Linked DNA regions of Mus musculus: region 2 is linked to region 1. Evidence: chromatin contacts called from public promoter capture Hi-C data. All regions are on one chromosome and are shown on one strand. The core of a region is the stretch at or near the end of the contact, and the rest is flanking DNA. Distances in the headings are between cores, read along the strand shown.

Region 1 (6,516 bases), core at 2,783-5,282:
TTCTGAAAGGAATGAAGACAGCAAAAGAGACCCTTGTATGCCTCCCTTCAGCTATCAAACTATTGGGACAGGGGAACCCAAGAAATTAGAATCTTTCCAGGAGTCTCATTCACGTGTAGGGAAAGGCCAGGGCCCTGGAGCCAGGCAGAGGAGAACTTGGCTCCCACAAATATTTCACATAGTTCCGACAACTTACCAGGCTACCTTCCAAGAGAAACTGGAGCCCAGACAATGATTGTGAACAAGACCTCACTTTAACCATGAGTGCTTAGTTATGTATACCTTTTGCCCTCCATTTGAACCTAATCTTCATGACAGGGCTCTAAAGTTGGACCCGAGGGGCTCACTGGACCTCTGTTGTTCTCACCATGTTCATATTGCAGCAAATCTCCTTTGTTTGCTTGTCGAGGTTATTTTCTCTTTGGTTGGTTTTTTGGAGGGCTAGATGGGCTAGCCTCGCTTCTGGGCTGAGCCTCACATCTCTGTTCCAGGATCTACTACTTTCATATTGGTGATTTGGTTGTTGAGGCTCAGATGACTGTAAGACTTTGTAACCTTGGCTTGGCACTTGCGTGTTTCCCTGGGCTGGGTTGCTTTTCATTCCCCTCCCTTTGCTGGGTATTCTAAATTCTTATTCTAGATTCTCAAGAAAAAATTTCAACTTAGGTGATTAAGGTGTTAATTGTTAAGTCGTCTTAGTTTAGATTTAGAACCCTGACCTTCATATAATATCGGAATGTGTACAGCCATTCCATGTCCTTGGATTCGGGGCATCAGATAACACAAAACACGTAAGTTGGTATGATGTTGAGCTTGGAGAGAGGTAATATGTTTGTTACTTGTTCTAGGTTTGCCCATCACCATCCTCACCCTCCAGTGTTTTCTTTTTTGGGGGGTGGGGTTTCGAGACAGAGTTTCTCTGTATAGCCCTGGCTGTCCTGGAATTCACTTTGTAGACCAGGCTGGCCTTGAACTCAGAAATCTGCCTGCCTCTGCCTCCTGAGGGCTGGGATTAAAGGCGTGCACCACCACGTCCGGCTTCAGTGTTTTCATTTCTTATAAAAGCCCTTCATTGGGCTGGAGAGATAGCTTATTAGTAGGTAGAGTGCTTACTGCACAAATATAAAGTTGTGATTACCAGTATCCATGTCAAAAGCTGGGCTTGGTGACACATACCTGTGATCCCAGTACTGGAAAGTGGGAAAGAGGAGGACCCCTGGAGTGTGCCGGCCAGCCAGTCTAGCTGAATTGGTGACCTCCTGGCTTAGTAAGCCACTCTATCTCAGAAAATAGTGATTGAAGAAGACACTTAGATTCTACCTCTGCCCTCTGAAATCCCTCAACCCCAGAGACAAAAACACACAGAGACACACAAATACACACACAAACACATACACTGAGCCACACAGATATACAGATAAACGCACACGCACATACACACAAACTTTGTGACCTCAAGTTTCCTGAGATGAACCTTGGAGGCACTGGGCTCCACCTCCTCAGGATGTCAGTCTCTGAATAAACGTGGTTTCCTTCTCATCATTTTCCTCTAGAAAAGGGCTGACATTCAGTGACAAGCAGTTGGACATTGGTTCAGTAACAGTGAGTTGTTGGGAGAAGGACTGAATTTTAAAAATCCATATTTCTCTGAAGTCCACATTGTTAATTCTTGCTAGTTCCTGCCTTGCAGGTCAGAGATGATTCCCCCATTGACACTGGCAGAAGGCTAAGGCAGTATATAGTTCAGTAGGTCACAAAATGTGATTCCTGGGTGTCAGCATCACTGGGAAAATGCCCATTCTTGGCTTCATCTAGAACTTTCTAAACTTCTAGGGGTTAGGTCCATCTTAGGGACATAGCACATGTATAGTATATACAAATCCAACATTAAATCCCCAGAACAATAATTTTTTAAAAAGATTTTCTTGGGAGAAGTTTGGAGTATAGCTTTTAACTTTCATCACGTTAGTTTTACCTACTATCATAGAAGTTTTCAATTGAGCTGGGCAGTGGTGGCGCACGCCTTTAGTGCCAGCACTTGGGAGGTAGAAACAGGCGGATTTCTGAATTCGAGAGGCCAGCCTGGTCTATAAAGTGAGTTCCAGGACATCCAGGGCTTCACAGAGAAACCCTGTCTCAAAAAAACCAAAACCAAAACAAACCCAAAAAAGGAGAAGTTTTAAATTATGGGGCTTGGCCAACCAATCTACAAACCTGACTACTTGGGTTCCACCCCTGCCTGATACCTGGATCCCACAGTGGGAGCCGAGAACCAGTTCCTAGAAGTTGTCCTCTGACCTCCACACTTATAAAAATAAATAAAATAGAAATGCAAAACCCATGTAGGCAAGCTGAGTGTGGTAATTCATGCTTGTAATCTCATTACTGGGAAGGTTGAGCGTGAAGCATCCTGAGCATGAGGCCAGTCTGAGTTAGTTAGTGAGAATTTGTCCCCTAAATAAAGAAAAAACTGTAGATAAAGATTATCTGGAACTAGATGACTTGGCTTGGAACCTTGGTTTCTGTGTTAGTGATCTTGGGCCAATTAATAATTTCCTTTATATTCAGTTGTTTTCTGTACAAAATAATAAAGTAACAAAATATATTTATAATATTTGTTAAAATATCTTATAGTATGCCCAGTGACAAGAATCATCTGGGATGCTAGTTTAAAAAACAAAACAAAACGAAACAAGAAACCAACCCAGATTCTCCTAGAGCACACCACTCTCTCAATATTGGGGATAAAATCTTGGGCCTCATCAATGCTATGTAAGTATCTACTAGTGAGTTACATCTTGAGCCAACTCTTACAGCTTAATCCCTAATGTGGCAAACATTGGCTGGAAGTGCAGAAGAACTTTTAAATACTTAAACACACCAAACCAAAACTAAAAAACAAAAACAAAATCCCAAAAACCCAAACCCAGGGTTTCACCACGTAACCTCGGTTGGTCTAGAACTCTCAAGATATTTGGACATGGCTAGCCTTGAACCCACAGAGATCCATTTGTCTCTGTCTTCTAATGGAACCTGAAGCTTGCTGTGTGGTCTAGGGCGTTGACTAGGGAGCTCCTATGTCTGCCCACCACTGTTAGGGGTCCGTTGGTGCCAGCTTTTATATGAATGCTGGGGTTTCAAACATCCTTGTGCTTGCATGGCAAGAGCCTTTACCCACTGAACCATCCTCCCAACTCAGAATCTTTTTTGTTTAATAAACTCAGCACATAATTCATAATATGGTAGTTTCAAAGGTATTTCGAAAAGTTTAAGTGACTTTCTAGATAGTTTCCTTACGAGGAAACAGGATAAACAATAATAGCAAAGTTTGCTAATTATCACGTGCCTCTATTATTACCACTGCACAGCCTATTAATTCGGTAGGATTAGATGTGTTTTGCCTGGGTTAAGAAGTTTAATTTAAGCATCTGAAAAGGTAACCAATGGCATCTTTCACATAGTTTTGTTGTAAACGTTTAGAAGTATGCTTTTCAGTTTTTATAACTCATGCCGCCTTGGCGCTGTCAAGCTGTCACCCTCCTAAGAACTTCCTGTCAAAAGGTGGAGAAAGGAGAATTTGAACCCAAACAGTGTAACTCCAGAAGGATAGAACCGGCACAGTGCTTCATAAATTGTGATTCCTGCTGTTAGGAGTATCAGGAGAGAACTTGATAAAAATGCAGATTATAAAGCAACCCCTATTCCATCCCAGATCTACTGAGTCAGAAACTGGCGGTGGAGCTCAGCAGTCTGTTTTTAAAAGCTGTTCAAGTGATTCTGAGACACGCTAGCATTTGGTAACAGTCTTTAGAGGTCCTGGCGGGGAAGAAGGGGTCAAAAGGAAGGAACGAAAGAAGAAAGGAAAGAAGGGAGAAAGGAAAGGAGAAAGGAAGGAAGAAAAGAAAAAAGCCTTGGAGATGTAGAGAGCAAGGCTTAGTGTCCACTTCACCTGGAGGTGAGGAAAAATGATTTAGGAGGCTGGCGCGCAAGGCCTGCTGGGGCCTGTAGTCCGGACTGCGCCGAGGAGGCCGCGCCTGCGCACTAGGTGTGAAGTAGCTCTAGTCGCTGTAGTCGGGGCTCGGGACCGGCTGCCATCTTAGCGGAGGGACTGAGGAGTCGTCGCCGCCCCGAGTCCCGGTAAACACGCGCAGGCAGACTGGGGTCATTTCTGTGGCTTGGAGGGAGTTTGGATGAAAAGGCATGGGGAATGCGAAGGGTAGAGGAGTGTGGCGCTCGAGTCTGGACCTAGAGCCGGGGCTGCTCTTCCCGCAGCCGGTGTCCGTGGGGGGCGCCCGGAGAGCCGGCTGGTGGCCCGAGCCGAGTGGCGGGTGGGTCAGCAGGTCGAGCCGAACTGCTAGTGCTTGGCCTAGGCGTCCGGAGCCTGTAGGCCCGCGAGCCCCAAGTTGGGAGAGAGCCGAGCCGCGGCGGACGTGGGCAGGGTCCAGCCCCGCGCCCCGCTGCCGCGCCCGGGGGTTCCTCTCCCGCGGCCCGGCCTACGCGCGGGGCCCGGTGGCAGCGGCCCGCCCGCGCGACGTGGCCCTTTGAGGGGCGGCGGCCGGGCCCACCTGCCACCTGGCAGGCTCCCCCCGAGACTTTTCCAAGCTCCCACTCGCAGAGGACCTTCCCCAGTGACTGCTTCCCCTTCTGTCTTGTACTTCCCTCCTCCCTCCATTGTCCCCACTCATGGTGGTCCCGGCCCAGGCCGGCGCCACCGACTTTTGCAGACGTGGAGCTGTCACAGCCCTTTCTACCGAGAGCGTACTTTTCTTGAGCAAAGAAAAAAGTAGAGGTGAGCGCATTTGAAAGGTGGAAGCCCAATGAGGGCAGGACTTTTAAATAGAAGACTTGAGTTTTGAGACATAGTTCCCGGCTGCAACTTCAAGAGAGAAAAAAAATATATAAGGGTCAGTGCACCCGAAGTAGGCATTGGGCCTAAAGTTAGAGATGTGACCAGGTGACTTGCAAAGTACCCCAAATTCACAGTTCCCCACTCGCTTGTTTTCTTGGCTGTGTTAGAATCCTAATCCTGTTGAGACTTCTGTTCCTCTTTAAGCTGCAGTGAACTTGTTCTAAAGGGGGCAGTGGGGAGAAGAGGGAGGTTTTCTTCTTCACAGTTGACAGAACACCATCTAGCCACCCATCATCATTCTCTTAAGTGGGTGGTTCTCCTGTATCCTTATCTTAAGAAAGTAGGTAAAGGCTGTGTATGTTCACTCCCAGGATTGGCAGAGGGCTTGGTTCTCATCTGAAATAAAGTCTTTTGGGGGCAAGTTTGAGATTCAGCCTTGTGTATCACAGGGTTACCTAAGGCTTAATTTTGCAGGTTTAAAAAAGATTGAAATTTTCTTTTGAACAGTGAATATACTTTGTATGTGTGAGTTCAGGAATTCAAACTTCAGATGTCAACAAGGATATATATACTATGAATCCAAAAGCAAGTGCCTAATACTTTTTACTGTATTCTAGAGTAAATTCTACATTCTTTAAAACAAACAAACAAACAAACAAAACAACAACAAAGATTTACTTAAGAGACAGACTGATCCATGGTCCCAAGGTTTGGCCATTAGTGTAATTACAAGAGCTTTTAATTTTTTTGTTTTTGTTTTGAGACATGATTTGCTCTGTATCGCTGACTGGACTAGAACACACTGTGTGTAAACCTAGGCTGGCATCAAACGTCATTCTGTCTTCCTGCCTCTCCCTCCCAAGTGCTGGGATTATAGGTGCTTAACCAACAGAGTGGGCTCGGGAGAAGTTTTGAGATTTGTTTATTTGTGTGTGTGTATGTGTGCATGCGCACACCATGACTTGAGTTGGAAGTCAAGAGTGTTTCCTCTTTCCTGTGTGTTCTAGGGTTCACACTCAGGTCATCAGGCTTGCATAGCAAGTGACTTTCCTTGCTGAGCTATTTTGCTGGACCAGGAGAGATTTTTGAAAGTAGAGTTTTCAGCTCAGTTGGTAGAGTGCTTGTTTACCACACACAAGGCCCAAGTTTATTTAGCTCTCAGAAGCATTGGGAGGTGAGGCCGCCTGAAGTACTTGAGACCCTTTTTAAAAAAGTAGATGCTCTCAGGTCTCAGTTTTGAGATAGAATAGTGGGTCTGGATTGGCTTCTATAACTTTACTTACAGATGGGCTGTAGGTAGTTGGGATGGTTTTGGGAACACTGAGGCAAATCATAGTATGGTTATAACAAAGACAGCACAAAAAGCTTTGAGATGGGGGAGGAAGTGGAAGTGGCCTGTGTGGGATTGTTGAGGGAAGTGGCAAGACCTATGTATGAAGGTCAACATGGTTAGTTCCAGGCCATCACAGCTACCTAGTGGGTCCTGGCTCAAAAAAGGGTTAGTCTATGGACCCGAGGTTCTAGAGCAGTGGTTCTCAAGCTGGGTTTTGGCCCCTTTGGCAAGCCTCTAGCTCCAAAAATATTTACATTGTAATTCATAACAGTAGCAAAATTACAATTATGAAGAAGCAGCAAAAAATAATGTTATGGTTGGAGCTGGTAAGCCC
Region 2 (6,516 bases), core at 2,825-5,324, 47 kb after region 1:
CATAGAACATAGAGTAATAGTCTTGGTGTTTCGTCTGAGAAAACAAGTTTACTTAGAGTGTAGTTATAGAGCCATGATTATCAGGTTCTGGTGCTCACTGCTGGAGAGTTTCCTCTCTAGCCCACACATTTGTTTTATAGCAGGAATTTGTGTGAGCGCGCATCCCGTGTGGGCGTTTGGACAGTTTGTGTGTCCTGGGCTCTGAGCTCAGCTCATTGGTCTTGGTGGCAAGTACCTTAACCAACTGAACCTTCTTGTGTCCCTCACCCCTCTTCTTTTTTTTTCAAAGGAAATTACAAAGTAGAAAGAAAATTTAGAAATGGCTATACTGCCTCAGACTTGAACTTCAACTGCATATTGTTCACAGGAAATCTGTAGTAGTTACATCTATACACACACACACACCAAAAGATAAAGTATAAATAAATTATGTTCTTAAAACTACCCTAACCCTGGGTGCTTGCAGCTTCCTGTCTGTAGGCTAGTTTTCTCAGTAGCTGGCACTTAATGCAAAAGTCATGCTAAAATCTAAACTGCTCACATATTTAGAGATTTACTGTTTATTTTCTATAGAAATTGACATTTATATATTAACATTTTTCAGCTCAAATGAGAAAATAATTTAACCTGATTTTTTTGGAAATAGGTTTAAATTATAAGAATTTAATTGGGGGCTGGCAAGATGGCTCAGCGGTTAAGAGCACCAACTGTTCTTCCGAAGGTCCTTAGTTCAAATCCCAGCAACCACATGGTGGCTCACAACCATCCGTAATGAGATCTGATGCCTTCTTCTGGTGTGTCTGAAGACAGCTACAATGTACTTACATATAATAAATAAATAAATCTTTAAAAAAAAAAAAAGAATTTAATTGGAAGAAGTTTTAATGGTTTAGAATTGAATTAGCCAGATATAAGAGCTGTCATTTGTTGATTGCTTACTATAAGACAGTATGTTTATAGAGATCTTTATTCTTTTTTTAAAAAACATTTTAATAATAATGTTTAAGGGGCTGGCGAGATGGCTCAGTGGTTAAGAGCACCGATTGCTCTTCCGAAGGTCCCGAGTTCAAATCCCAGCAACCACATGGTGGCTCACAACCATCCATAATGAAATCTGACGTCCTCTTCTGGAGTGTCTGAAGACAGCTACAGTGTACTTACATGTAATAAATAAATAAATCTTTAAAAAAAAAATAATAATAATGTTTAAAATAAAAAAAAAAGAAAACCCCAAAACTCTTCATAGAGTTAAACTGGGCAAGCATTAATCATTGACCATATACCTGATATTTTTATTTTGGGGAGGGGCAACACTGAAACAGTCCCAAACTATAATTCAGGCTGACTTTGAAATCAAGGTAATCCTCTTGCCTCAGCCTCTTGAACGTTGAGATGTGTGAGCCACTATGCCTGGCTTAGGTTTATTATTGCTGTTATTTTAGGGCCTCACTGTATGGCTGGCTTTGAACTTGCTCTGTACCCTGTATTGGTCTTAAATTTGAAGCCATCCTCTTTGTAAAAGAGGGTTTTTACTACATTTACTTACTTGTGTGTGTGGATGCCTTCATATGCCATATAATGTGGAGGTCCAAGGATAACTTGCCAGAGCTGTTCTTTCTCTCTTCTTTTCTCTCTCTTCCTTCCTTTTTTTCTTTGAGACAAGTTTTACTATGTAGCCCTGGCTATCCTGGAATTCACTATGTAGACCATGCTGGCCTTGAACTCAGTGATTCTTCTGCCTGTGCTTGTGCCTCCTGAGTGCTTGGATTAAAGATGTGCACCACTACACCCTCCTCCTGTAGTCTTTTTGAAATTGACTTATATTTGAACATTTTTATGTACTCAAAATATTAGTTGGCCTGCCCTCCTCCAAAGGCCAACATAATTTCTTAATTTATTTTCCTTTGCCGTTGTTACTTATATTATTTTATATGTATTAATGTTTTGCCTGCATGAATGTATGTGCAGTGCCTGGTTCCTACTGAGATCAGAAGATCTACTTCTGGAACCCCTTGATGCGCTACCATCTTGGTGCTGGGAATTGGTCCTAGGTCCTCTCTAAGAATAATATGTGTTCTAAATTGCCTTGTGTTTATGTTTTTATTTGATATGATGAGTGATATTTTAAAAATTAAAACAGACTGTGATCATGTTTTCTTTAGGTGGGACTTTTGTTATATTCTTAATTTTTATTTTCCAGTTTACAAGCACTTTGATTTGTATTATTTTATTTAGGTAAAAGGGTACATGCATCCCTGGAATTCCCCTGACAGTAAAAGCTGGGTCTACAAGCTTACTAGCTGTCTCCATTCCCGGATGGGAAGACCCCTGCATGCAGGAAATTCTGTTGAGTAAACATCTTGCTTTTGCATCCTATTTGAGTCTGGGGTATCGTTCTTCAGTGATTCTTAGACTCCAACATGTTCAACTGGAGTACTATGCAGTTTTCAGTTTTCTGTCTTTTTCAGTGTCCACAGACTGATTTTAACACCTTACACAGTCCTGACAGAGTCCTAGGAATCCTTCCTGTGAATAGAACTAGAAGAATGCATAAACATACGGCATCCATTTCGGCCTCTTTGAAACTTACTTGTTTTTTCAGACAGAGTCTTGTTCCTCTCAGAGAATTCTTAGTGTCTTTGCATTTTCTCTGATTTTTTTCCCCAAGCTCTTTTATATAAAGGGTTATTAATAGCTCTGTTATTTTGGAGTTGTTTTTGTATTGTCTGTACCTTTCTCCCATATTTCAGATGAAGTAAATGGTTAAAAGCTGTGTGTGAAGGTGCACACTACTCCTCACGAGGCTGAGGGGAAAGCACGAGGAATCAGTGCCAGCTTGTTGAGTTAGAGTCAAAAAATGCAGAAGTGAGGTGTGAGCGACATACCTTAACTAACCTCTGACTAAGTAATGATATGCATTTGTATAGAATTGAAGAATTTGAGCTTCCTGTTTTCCCTTTAAAAATCATGTTTGGATTTATAGTTGTTATTAGAAAGATTTAATAGTTTAATAAAAGGCTTTGCTTTTTTTCTTTCTTTTAGTTTAAGTTGAAAACTATTCTGTTGAATCTCATTTTATTTAAACTTATTGATGTTAAAGGTACTACACAGAATGATGATGGCTGCAGAACCAGAGATGATACAAGGTAAGAAGCTCATGACTGCTTACCACAGAGTGCAGAAATGTGCAAGAACGTTAACTTGATCAATTTATTTCAACATCAGGTTTAGGGGGCTAGAAGGTTGGCTCAGGAGATCAGACACTCATGTAAACACATCTGTGTATGCATGCATAAATGCATACATAATACTCAGGAATAATTACTAACTTTCAGGTTCAGATTGATAAGCTATGGGCCAAGTATTTTGACTTATCTATATTATCCCAGCATTTGGGTGGCTAGCCATGAGTTTAAAGCCAGCTTGGACTACATAGTGTAGACTTGGGCTAGCCTAGGCTACTAAGTGAGAAACTCTATCTTTAAAACAAAACAAAACACATTCTATTAGCACATATGTTGAGTATCTCACAAACTGCATGTAACTCCAGTTCCAGGGGACCAACACCTCTCTGGCCTTCCATGGGCACCTGTATAAATATATGTGCCTATACACAGACACAAGTAATTACTTATTAATTAATTAATTAATTAATCTTTAAAAAATATGAGAACCAAAAAAACAATGTTGTGGATTATAATGGAAAGTTATTAGAAAGAGAACATGTCATCTTATCACATTGCTGCTGGGGAGAACAGATGAAGCAGGAGCCAAGAAGGGGACAGACCTGGAGTCCCAGTGCTTAGGAGGTAGAGTCAGGAGGGTCAAGCATTCAAAGACCAACGCTGATAACTTGATTTTTAAGGCTAGACTGTGCTATATAAAAGGAAATAGAGCAAAATATTATGGTTTGGAAGTTGGGTAGACTAGTACAGAAAATTCCTATTTTACCTATCTACTTTTGTAATGCATGGAAATTTTCATGTTAAAATATTTTAAAGGGCTTGGGTGTAGCTCATTTGCTGGAACATTCATCCAATGTGCCCAAAGCCCTGGATTCTATTCCCAGAAGGAAAAAACAAACAACACAGGGTTAAAGTCTTTAGGAAAACCAAAGTCCATAGTGTGGTTCTGTCACAACTAGAACTCCTCCTTGTTAGAATCACACTTGTATTAATCTTACAAGTGCACTCTTAGGTAACTTCTTACTGAGAACTGCACTATTCATTTTCACACGGGAAAGTGGCTTTATTCTCATGTAGCTTCTCTGGCCTTCAACTTTATTTGTGGTTACGGTTGGTCTTGAATGCCCCAATTCCTCTTGTTGCTACTTCCTGGATGCTGTGTTGGAGGCATGTGTAGCCCTGTTTGGCTACAAAGGTTTTTAACATAGATGTAAGCCTAAGGTTAAGGGAAAGAGCCGCTTAAGAAAAGGCCAGTGCACACCAAGATATGAGTGCAGGCTTCTCAAGAGAAAATCGTGAGAATGGATGTCCTAACAGTAGCAATATGTATGATTTTGGTGCCTTCAAAAGTTACATTGTTTAAAGGTTCTCTTCAATAAATGTCTTTTTAATAAATGATATCATAAGGTGGTTTTCTTCTAATCCAGAGTGAGCACAAATGGATCAGAGGACCCTGAGGTTGCAGCGTCAGGGGAAAACAAGAGGGCCAATGGGAACAATTCTCCGTCCCTTTCAAATGGTGGTTTTAAGCCTTCTAGACCTCCTAGACCTTCGAGACCACCTCCACCCACCCCACGAAGACCAGGTATTCCAGCCTTCAGTGTTGTTTTATAAATAATAAGTTTTTTTGTAGGAAGGGTTAATAAAGTCTCCAGATGATGTCCTTGTTAACCTCAAATGTTTTCTTCCTCAGCCTGGGATCAGGAGTGTGTACTACCATGCCTAGTGTTTTTAAATAATGTTCTGTTTGGGAACTGACTATTACGTAGGTGTCAGGGAAGCTGTTTCGGGTCATTGGTATTTTATTTAGATAGGATCTTACTCTGTAGCATAGGCTGGTCTCCAACCTAGTCATCCTTCTGCTTCAACTCTCAAGTGCTGGAGTTGCAGGTATGAGCCACCATATCTGGCTTCTGCTTTTTTACGTTTAAAAACTTGACTGAGAATGGCCTTGCCATAAGCAGCTTAGAATTGCCTTTCTGTAAGTTATTCTTTTAGGAATGAAGTTATGTGGGACAGGACTTTAATAAGAATGAAAATAATGCTGGGTGCTGGTGGTGCACGCCTTTAATCTCAGCACACGGGAGGCAGAGGCAGATGGATCTCTGCAGTTTGAGGTGGGCCTGGTCTACAGAGAGAGTTCCAGGACAGCCAAGACTACACAGAGAAACCCTTTCTGGGGGGTGGAGCAGGGGGGAAGAATGAATGAATGAATGAATGAATGAAAAAATGAATGTATGAAAATAACATGTATTATATAAAGTATAAACAATATAGTGTAGTTAGATGGAAACTTTGTGTGGTTGATGACTGTGACACATCTTATACAAAATAATTTGGTTGCTTAGTCCATTGTATCTCTTAAAAAGCTGACCGGCGGTAGGGGTGGGAAAAAGGACTTCAGCTGTTAAGAGTCCTTGTTGCTCTTGCAGGGGAACTGTATTCAGTTCCCAGCACCCATAACTTCTGTTTCAGTGGATGCTCTCCTCTGACCTCTCCAGGTACCACATGTGGTGTGCACAGACATACATGCAAACCAAACACACCAAAAATAAGTGAATAAATCTGATAAAAAATTCAAGCTTACTAGTAAATGATAATTTTAAAGCAAAAAAAATGTTTATTTCATGTAAAAACAATATGAATTTAGTAGCATTTATACAGAATATCCATTTTCTCGTTATCAACATCAGAAATTAGTCTCAGATATTCAGAGTCACATAGAAAAGGCAGTTTGAAGGATCTGGAAAGTGGTACCCATGGTTTTTTATTTTAAAAGATTTTACTGGGCTAGGAGTTGTAGCTCATACTTGTCTATTATACACAAGGTCCTTGCACCACGAAAATCAACTAAGTAGTTATTTATATGGTTATGAATTCAGAGTAATATATGCTGTGTAATTTGATGAGACCCATATATCCACATCTTAGGTTTTATTTATCATCAACTTTTTAATTTTTAAATTAAAATTCTGTGCTGGTTTTAGATTTCAGAAAGCAAAAACTTCTCTTTTACCCAAACTTTGTATAGCTTCTGTCAATGGCTCACCATCCACGAATTCTGACAGTGATGGATCTAGTACAGGCTCCTTGCCACCAACAAATACAAATGTAAATACAAGTACATCTGAAGGAGCAACATCTGGATTAATAATTCCTCTTACTATATCTGGAGGCTCGGGCCCTAGGCCTCTGAATACTGTAAGCCAAGCTCCCCTACCACCTGGGTAAGTAACCGTTAATATTTGGGTTTTTAAGCCTTTGCGTGTACTCATTAATTGAAAAGGATTGTAGTATATTCTTTCATAATTGTCTTTTAAGTAATTGTAAT

The links. Promoter capture Hi-C pulls out the DNA fragments that hold promoters and counts their contacts.
Region 2: a contact with region 1 is called in a promoter capture Hi-C map of liver. The contact joins the enhancer-like site here to the promoter of Itch in region 1. A contact is called at or near these places in 2 of 39 promoter capture datasets (both in liver), 1 of 484 Hi-C or Micro-C datasets (nephron progenitors), 2 of 115 datasets of contacts at active chromatin or transcription factors (both in embryonic stem cells) and 1 of 9 other capture datasets (adipose tissue).

The regions. Positions count from the first base shown.
Region 1 is chr2:155,129,449-155,135,964 of GRCm38.p6, forward strand. Itch (itchy, E3 ubiquitin protein ligase) reads left to right here and starts at 4,033. Exons shown (of 25, transcript NM_008395.3): 1 at 4,033-4,137.
Region 2 is chr2:155,175,942-155,182,457 of GRCm38.p6, forward strand. It overlaps Itch (itchy, E3 ubiquitin protein ligase), which reads left to right. Exons shown (of 25, transcript NM_008395.3): 7 at 3,101-3,146; 8 at 4,613-4,770; 9 at 6,217-6,412. Among named protein-coding and RNA genes, the nearest start is that of Itch, 46 kb to the left of the region's middle. Within about 2 kb of position 4,075, at least 2 of the 459 cell types and tissues checked have an H3K27ac peak or open chromatin away from gene starts, as enhancers often do. A contact at or near this core is called in liver, where this site is marked.